2 separate regions of the Rattus norvegicus genome follow, and region 2 is linked to region 1. Evidence: chromatin contacts called from public Hi-C data. All regions are on one chromosome and are shown on one strand. The core of a region is the stretch at or near the end of the contact, and the rest is flanking DNA. Distances in the headings are between cores, read along the strand shown.

The links. Hi-C and Micro-C count contacts between places; a contact is called where the count stands out from the background.
Region 2: a contact with region 1 is called in a Hi-C map of frontal cortex, with 1.7 times the contacts expected there. The contact joins the promoter of Rasgrf2 here to the enhancer-like site in region 1. A contact is called at or near these places in 2 of 12 Hi-C or Micro-C datasets (Schwann cells and frontal cortex).

The regions. Positions count from the first base shown.
Region 1 is chr2:24,904,311-24,908,741 of GRCr8, reverse strand. All of the region lies in intron 18 of Rasgrf2 (RAS protein-specific guanine nucleotide-releasing factor 2), which reads left to right. Among named protein-coding and RNA genes, the nearest start is that of Ckmt2, 61 kb to the right of the region's middle. Within about 2 kb of position 2,296, at least 8 of the 93 cell types and tissues checked have an H3K27ac peak or open chromatin away from gene starts, as enhancers often do.
Region 2 is chr2:25,094,748-25,099,178 of GRCr8, reverse strand. It overlaps Rasgrf2 (RAS protein-specific guanine nucleotide-releasing factor 2), which reads left to right and starts at 2,568. Exons shown (of 27, transcript NM_053721.2): 1 at 2,568-3,437. The coding sequence starts at 3,150.

The DNA of each region.
Region 1 (4,431 bases), core at 1,047-3,546:
AATCTGAAAGCCACCTGGTCTGCTTTGCCTGGGACAGCTCACAGACACGGAATGGTGCTGCAAAGGGAACTGCAGAACTGGGACTGCAGACTGCAGGTTTCTTCCTCCAACTCTGGGCCATGTCTGAATGGACAGCCAGAAGGGAGGACCATTCAGATTTCCCTTTTCCTGGGCTCAGCGGACACCTGTAAAAGCATTAGATCAGACAGATGACCCAGTTGAATAAACAAGCACCTTCCACCACAGAATTCGTGCACTGAGCATAACTACTGTTCTTTCTCTGTTTTCTCTCTTTGTCCACCACTGAGAGCTGTGCACTGGCATGAGTGAGGGCAATAATGACCTTGGGGGGGTCTCTGACTTCAAGGAGTTTCCAGCTGTTGGACAGACGGCCACTCTCAACCATCGTGCTTTCTGTAATTTCTGTGCCACTGTCTTCCCCTTGCCTCTTCTTGTTGTCTCAGACTTTCAGGCAGAGGACCAGAGTCTCAGGTGGGGGTGGAGTGCGGTGGGTTGGGGCAGAGGAAACAAAAGACTGTGTACCAGTGGGAAGTCAAAATGGGAGGGGTCAAAGAGAATAGCAGGGTCAGTTCTCTGCTATATGGGGAAGGGACAGAGATGCTTCTCCCTCAGTCAGCTGCAGAAGACACAGTCTGAGGAGGTCACCAGCTCTGAGGAGGTAAGTTGTATAAGGTGTTTGCTGGGGTAAAGTGAGGAACTCTGTTTGCATACACAGGGGCCTTCTCTAGATTGGCCTGCTGAGGAATCTGGGATGGCCCTGTCCTCTGTCCAAGCACACTGCCTATAGGGGTTATATAATCCCACTGAGAGAGGACAGGTAAAGTGCCATATTGGAAGAGCAGGGGACCCTAGGGGGCTTGAAAATGACTCACAAGAGGCCAGGCATTACCTGGGTCAGGTGAGCTGGCAAAATGCCCAGAAGAGTCCTCTTCAAAATCCCACCAATATGCCTGCAAGAGGCAAGCTAATCACAGCCTGTCACAGCCAGAGAAGCCAAAGCCCAGGTCACCTGGATATCACACCAGACTCAGCTCTTTCCCCCTGAGTATCTGCAGCCACAGCAAATGTGTAGGTTCAAGGGGGAGGGAGCCAAAGGAACCATTTGTGCCACTTCCTAGGCCTAGCACAGGCCGGGTGTGGACAGGATCACACATGTTACTTGTGTGAACTACACAAGACCATGGTTGCAGCGTAAAGACCCCGCCAGGGTGGCACCAGTCTGGACAGTGGAGGCTGGCTTACAGCGGCTGACCAGGCCTGGCTAGAAGCAATGATGGTGACTGATGACTCCATTCATGGTCTGGCTTCTACTCGGAGTCCATTTCACTGGCTGTGTTCAAGTTTCTAACTCAGTTCAGTCTTCTTACGTGAATTTGTGGCAAACTCAGAAAGACATATTTATCTGAAAAACAAAGTACTTTTGAATTCATATTGAACTATATCGTTTTTTTCCTTTTTATTGAGCCATGATAGACTTCACACAAACAGTTCTGAGCTTAAGTGTGTATATAGTCCAGTGCTAATCTTTGAAATCCCACCCTGGTCAAGACAGAGAGCCCATTCCGTAACAGCTGAGGCAATACTCCAGTGGGAGGCATAAGTCTGTGCTAACAAGGGTCCTATCACGGAGGGTGTGTGGGTACCTGAGAGACAGGGTGGGGTGTGGAGTAAAGACTGATTCACAGGGAGACTCCTGCTTTGGCATTTACTGGCTCCATGGCTCAGGAAACCTTTTGTCCCAGGTTCTAGATTTCTTCCTCTAGAAAAATCCAGATACTGGCAATTCTTCCTGTGATGGTGACATGAGGTGGCTCATGTCGTGAGACTGGTGGGGAGCCTTGTGTCTACACCCTGACCTCAGGTGAGCAGAATGTCAGCCCTGCAGCTAACTGGCAGAGCTGCTGAGTCCTCAGAGGGCTCAGCTGCTTTGCTTGTCTTTAGGAGTTTGGCAGAAATGCTGCACTTTATCTGCAGCGCCCAGCGTGGTGGCTTCTGAACACATGATTGGTCTCCTGTGCTAGCATGGTGGAAGCCCTGAGGTTTTATCACTTAATTAAAATGAGATCGCTATAAGTATAAACCAGAGGTCGGTCCGAACATAACCCAGCACTGAGACCCGAGTCCTTGCAGCCTTGCCACATGCTCTCCGTCACAACCATGGTAGGAAGCTGAGGAGAAGGGCCCCTCCTCATGGAGGGAAAAACAAACCCTTACATAATTCCAGTGTTGTAGTGAAATCACAGAAAATGGAAGCTCCTCCCTCCCCCAGAAGGAAAGGACCAGGCAGGGTGCCTCCCTGTGTCCTGGTGCTAGAAATAGGACTGTGCCTGAGTGAGTCACAGAGATCACGGAAGCAGGCACTAGGAAGGCACTCAAGGATGCCTGGGTCAGAGGGGGCCAGATGCAACTACCTCCATTTCTCTGTCCCTCCCTCCCTCCCTCCCTCTCTCCCTTTCTCTCTCCCTCCCTCCCTCCCTCCCTCCTTCCCTTCCTCCCTCCCTTTCTCTTTCCCTCTCTCCACCCCTCCCTCCCTTCCTCCCTCCCTCCCTTCTTCCTTCCCTCCTTTCTTCCTTCTCTTCCTCCCTTCCTCTCTTCCTCCCTCCCTCCCTGTGTCCCTCCCTCCTAGCTGTTGCCTATGTTGTCAATGGCAGGAGCCTCTTCTTAATTTTTTTAATTTCTCGGCATCACGCTGCAGAACACAGAACTCGGTGTCCCCTCAGAGCTCAGAGTTCAGATGTATCCTTTGTTCTAGATCTGAAGTGGGGGTTGAGCCAGGACAAGCACCACACAGTTTTTGGTGTGGGTGGGAGAATGCAATTTGTAAGAGACAACTGAACAGGCAGCTGCTGTCACCTCCACTGACAGCTCTTGGCCGACTGCCAGCTCTGTCTATCCCAGGGCTCAGTCCCTCTGTCTATGCCCATTCCTGCTTTGGTCATCTGCTTCCAGCACTTTTCCATCCCCATGCCCAGCCTACCCTCAGCTCCCAAGCAGTGGCTCTGCCCTTCCACTTGTGAGGCAGCCTTGGTGTGGGGATGCCTAACCACTGAGCTCTCTACAGGATAAGGATGCCTCTTGTGCTTCAGGTCTCTCTGCCCTGCAAGAGTGCTTCCTGTCTTGAGTCTCCTGGAGATGCCCAGGAATTTATACCTCCTAACCCCCAATTTTCACCCTAGGCAGATGTGGCAATTTCCAGGGGACTGCATGCTGGTGCCCTGAACAAAAGAGGAAGCCTTGGCTGCTTTAGCACAGTCTAGAGGCCAGCTTGAGGTTTGCCATTTTAGTTATGATATGGGGAGCCAAGTCTTTGATGAAGTTCTTATTAAATTCTTTACTTAGAAGGTAGCCTCTCTGTGGAGATGCATTTTCTTTTGCAACAGCCTTGTAATTTTACAAATGTCTCCAAATATTCTATTATTTTCTATGCCTCAGTCACTATTCTAAGCTCTCAGGGATAAGTCACTGCTCCTGCTTTTCCCTTCTGAGGGTGAAAAAGCAGATGTACTCATTAGCCTAGCTCTGCAGAAGGGGATGCTGTGGGTCAGAGTTAGCATTTTTCCTTTGATTACATGGAAAGCAACAGGCAGCACCCAGATCTCCATCCATGCCTCCTGGCTATGCAGTCTGTGCTCCCAAACCCTGACCTAAGAGCCTCTCCATCTATCTAATCAATTCTTGGGGTATTGCAAGCTCAAAGTATAAAACACGAAACCCCACTTCTGATACAAGATACCGTTGTTGACATTGGAAACACTTTTTGGTTCTATTTATAAATATTACCCTAGGAACATTTTCCCATGGCCAAGTCGGTTTTCTGTTGTTCAACACATAGGATTTATATCTGCTGTAGAGGAGCGTGGAGTAGAATACTACATCCCTCTACAACTGCTGGAGCACCACTCAGTTTTAGATGGTGACAGGCATATAGATGTTGCTATCTATCACTGTCCACAAAGAGAGGATCAGACTTCCCTCATCTTGGGGCTTAAGAAATTCCACCTTAATAGGTGGCTTGGAAGATGTCCCACTGCTCAAAGGTGTTAACATACCTCAAAGTTCCTGAGCCTCTCCACACCAAGTGGGAGCTGACAGGGATACTTGAACCAAGGAGATAAAATTTAGTCTCAACCTGAGATGTTAGGTAATGAAACAATTCTTTTTAATACTAGATTCACTGTCTAGTGCTTCAGTCATGCAAATGGCCTCATACATCACGGAACTGGATGGTTGGTGGGCTAGGTACTTTCTTACCCCTTCATAATAGGTGTCCATTACTTCTAGTTGTCCACCAATTCCTGACAACTAAGGGACTCTGGGTATCAAATAGTATAGAGCATTGTTTGCTCACAAGCTCACCTTTCTCACTGCAGGAGCCAACAGAAAATAGAGAGCACGCAGTTTAATTGACAT
Region 2 (4,431 bases), core at 1,319-3,818, 190 kb before region 1:
ACCATAAAATTCTCCTCTGGACTGAGCACACTGTTAGCACAAGACACACTCTTCCATATCATTCCAGAATAGTACTGAGGAAATCAGCTTCTGGCCAATAACTGTGGCAATGAATTTCTAGAATTAAAATCCAATATAGGGACTGGAGAGATGGTTCTGTTGGGCAAAGCACTTATGTATTCATGAAGACATGAATTAGGACCTCTGAAACTTATATAAAAGCCAACATGGTGTCAGGTGTCTGTAATCTCCACTGTCCTGTGATGAACTGGGAGCCACAGATAGAAGAATCCTTGGAAGCTTGCAGGCCAGCCAGCTTGGCATATGTGGTGGTGAACAAAAAGAGAACCCATCTCAGAGAAGGTGGAAAGTGAAGACCAACAGCCAAGGTTGCCCTAACCTCTACATGTACACATTCACATAATGTATGTATATACATATTCATTTATATATACACGTGCACACACGTGTGCATGCATATACAATGAACACATGCACACATGCGTGTGTATACATATATGCATACACATGTATGTGTGCATGTGTATGCACACACACACACACACACACAAACACACATGTACACTGCAACAATGCTGCAGTCAACCAAACTGTGGAGAAAAACAGAGCTTTTAATCTTTCACTGCCTTGGGCAGATGAAGTTCACCGCACCTCACGTAATGGAAAGTGAGGTCAGACAATGGTTGAGATGAATACTTTCTGGGGCTCAAATAAGGACATTTTTGGGGGGGGGAGGTCATAGCAGGATGTCAGAGACAGCACTTACTGAGGAAAGAAGTCATTCACATCTGAGGGAACACCAGGGGGTTAAAAGGTAAAGATATTCAGGACAGAATTGTTTTTGTCCTGGTGTGAGACCCATTCTGGCTCCTGCTTGAAACTTGAGTGCCCGACCACACTGTTATGCTCTGGCTTCCTCTTCCCAGATCTGCATGCAGCTGGACCACAGAGAGGGAAAGAAAAGGCCCCAGAGGCAGTCACCCTCTCCCATGCTTCTAGAACCTTGTGAACAGCAACTTAGCTGTTTTTCTCTAAATAACAAGCTCTCAGCTGGGCTAAGCCCAGCTCAACCCAGCACTGTCCTTCAGATACATAACTGTATGTTAGAGGGTGGCTACTGTTCTCCCACAGCCCGTTCAAAATGGCAATTTGCCTAGTACATGGATTTTTATAGTGAAGTTTTCCTTGACAGTAAAATGCAAAACCACTCAGCTGTTCAGTGAGGCAGAGTTAAAGCATCCTGCAAAGACAGCCTTTCAGAACAGACAGGACCCTGGGGCGGCCAACTTGTGAGCACACAACCACAGGACAAGACAGGTGTATTGCCATCAGTTCACTGTCCTGAAAGGAGGCATTTTGCTATTCTGTTCTTTCCACAATATTCTTTTGGCCACTCATTTTAATAACTGGCTCTGGGGAATAAAAAGAATGTGAGGCAGAATCAAAAAGAACACTGTGGGGATTCACTAGTTTTCTCTTGAAGCTGCTAGAACAGCATATCGTTTCCACTTGTGTCTTGTTTGAGCAGGGTGTCTTGGTTTTCCAGTAGCGGTAAGATTTGTTAATCAAATGAATCCCGGTCTTGACAAGGGACTCTGCTTAGCCTGTGCGTGACAGTTTGGCCTCTGAGGACAGCTTCTGCCTCAGACAGCAGTTTTCCTGATAAGGTTATCCTTTCTCCCCTTATTTAAAATGTCATACTGAACTTTTAGTTTTTTTTTTTTTTAATCTTAATTACATAGCAGGTGTCCAAAGGAATTGACACATTTGCTGGCTTTCTGGGAACACCCAACGTCTCCTATCAACATTCACAGGTAGTTTTGGTCTCTACGGTGCTGGTACAAGCTGAAAAGCCAACATTGTGGTTTATGCAAAGCCACCTTGTGACTCCACCTGCTGCTACTGAACCTTTTTGTGAGTGAGTTCGGGCACACGAGCTGTAAAAATGTATGTCTCCTAGTGCCCATACATTTGTCTGTGTTCTGTCTGTAAGTGCTCGTATCTGATGGGTGTGTTTAGGAGTGCATGTATTTGCACATTTACATGTAAATGCATGTGTTTGTGATTGTGTGTGTGACAGAAAGGGGCAGTGTGTTTATGTATAGGCGTACGTTTGTGTGTATGATTATAAATGTATGTACTAGGTACAGTAAATATGAGAGTGTTTGAGATAGCTCTAAGGTATGTACATGTATGTAGTTGCCTGTTTAAGTACAAATTAGTGGGTTTGCGTTTTTGAGAAGTGCATACCTTAGGTGTACATTTGTAATTGTGGATGTGTGTCTGTGTGCTGTGCATAGGAATGTGTTGTTCCTGACTGTATGTTATACTCTTATGTGAACATTGGGTGAAAAGGTATTTGCTAATTTATGTTGCGAGTGCACACGTGCTTGTGTGCCTGTTCTTATTGTATTTGTGTGCATGTGTGCTTTTGTGTACGAATATGAGCATTGTGTGTTTGTGTGTGTGTATTGGTCTCCATGTGTGTGTTCAGTGTGCGTTTGCCTGTGTATGTGTGAGGGCACATTTGTGCGTGTTTGTGCTGTGAGCGGCTGGGTGCTACCACGCTCCTGCCCTTCCTGGGCGATCTACTCCATCCAGGCTTGGTCTGGGCAGAGGAGGAGGCCAGGGACCTGGCAGGCGAGTGGAGAGTGGAGGGTGTGCGCTGGTGCGAGCAGGCAGCGCCTCCGCGGCCGCCACCGCGCTGGCTTTACCCTTTAAATCGGTCTCCAAGCCGATTACTGCTGATCTCCCACGTGACGTTTTACCTTCTGTCTCCCAGAGCGCGTTGCCCGAGGACAGTCCTCTAGCTGCCGCGCGCCACACAGCATAGCTCAGCCCGCCGCAGAGGCAGGGCTCCCGCAACACTTCGGGTGGAGCGACACCGGTCCGGGCGCCCTCGGAGGGTCACTCGGCACCGGGCTTCCGGGGATCGGGAGGTGTCAAGGGCCGGAGAGGGCGCGGTCGGGGAGGAGACCGTGCCCCAGCCTGGATAGGAGCCCTAGGTCTGGGCGGCAAGCGGGGTGCCCTGTGGCAGGCGAACTGGGGTGCGTCCTTTCAGAGGGCACTCTGCGATGACCCCGCCGCGGAGCTGAGGCTGCGACCCGAAAGCCCTCCGCGCCCTCGCCATGCAGAAAAGTGTGCGCTACAACGAGGGGCACGCCCTGTACCTGGCCTTCCTGGCGCGCAAGGAGGGCACCAAGCGCGGTTTCCTGAGCAAAAAGGCTGCCGAGGCGAGCCGCTGGCACGAGAAGTGGTTCGCTCTCTATCAGAATGTGCTCTTTTACTTCGAAGGCGAACAGAGCGGCCGCCCAGCGGGCATGTACCTCCTAGAGGGCTGCAGCTGTGAGCGGACGCCCGCCCCACCAAGGACCAACGCAGGACCCGCAGGCGCCCGGGACGCGCTGGACAAACAGGTACCTCACACCCTCCTTTCCCTGGCTCCCAGCCCCAGGCGCCTTGTTGTCTTGCTTGTCCAACTCTGGTGCTGGGTGGACAGCGGACAGCGCAGGGGCAGTGCTCGGAGACCCTGCATATCCTTGTGCGTGAGCAGAGAGATTCTGCCAACACCATCTTTTGGCCCCACCACCTAGGGATCAGCTGGGCAAGAGACCAGGCTAGTTTAGCTTAGTTTTTTTCCCCCTTCACAATCCTCTTAGAGGTCAGGTCAGATTTCTCTCAGTTTCTTCCCTAACCAGTCTGTGCTCCTCTAGACCTTAGTGTGGCGATGTATGTTGACACCTGTTGGATTTAGATAGGTTTGGCGAGACCAAACTACCCTATTTGGAAAAGTTTGGTTTCCTTTTTCACTGGTTCGGAACGGCAGAGCTCTTTCCTTGACAGTGATGTCTCACAGGTAGTGCAGGGAACCAATCCCACTACCAAGACAGACGTTTCTGTCGGTCCTTATCAATCATTCTTTGTAGTTTAGGTCTTGCGAATGTTTGACCACCGAGATCCGCATAAAGACACTGTCTCCCAAAGATTATTCGTCCCTGAGTTTATGTTTAAAACACACGGGCATTTAAAAAAGAACACTGTGTACTTTAAAGTAAATGAGACCTTTTAGTTGTAGGTCGTAATTTGAACGAGTTTGTTGTGTGCTCAAGGCGTGGAGAAGGCACTAGCTTAACCTCTGAATCCCGTTCCTGCAAAATAGGAACCATATTGATTTCAAATGTCATTTGTTTATTAAAGTTAAAGAGGAATGGTTTTTATTCAGCCCAATGTTTTCGCTTCTTTATTCCAAACTTTGGGGTGCGGTGGGGGGATTGGGTTGCTTTTGGTGTTCCAGAAAAATGTTTCTAGGATGAATTTTCTGTGCAAATCTGACCAGATTGCATGTACTGCAAACCTATGAGGCTGCCACAGACGCAATGGTGGTTAGGATGGCCACCTAATTTTTCTGCC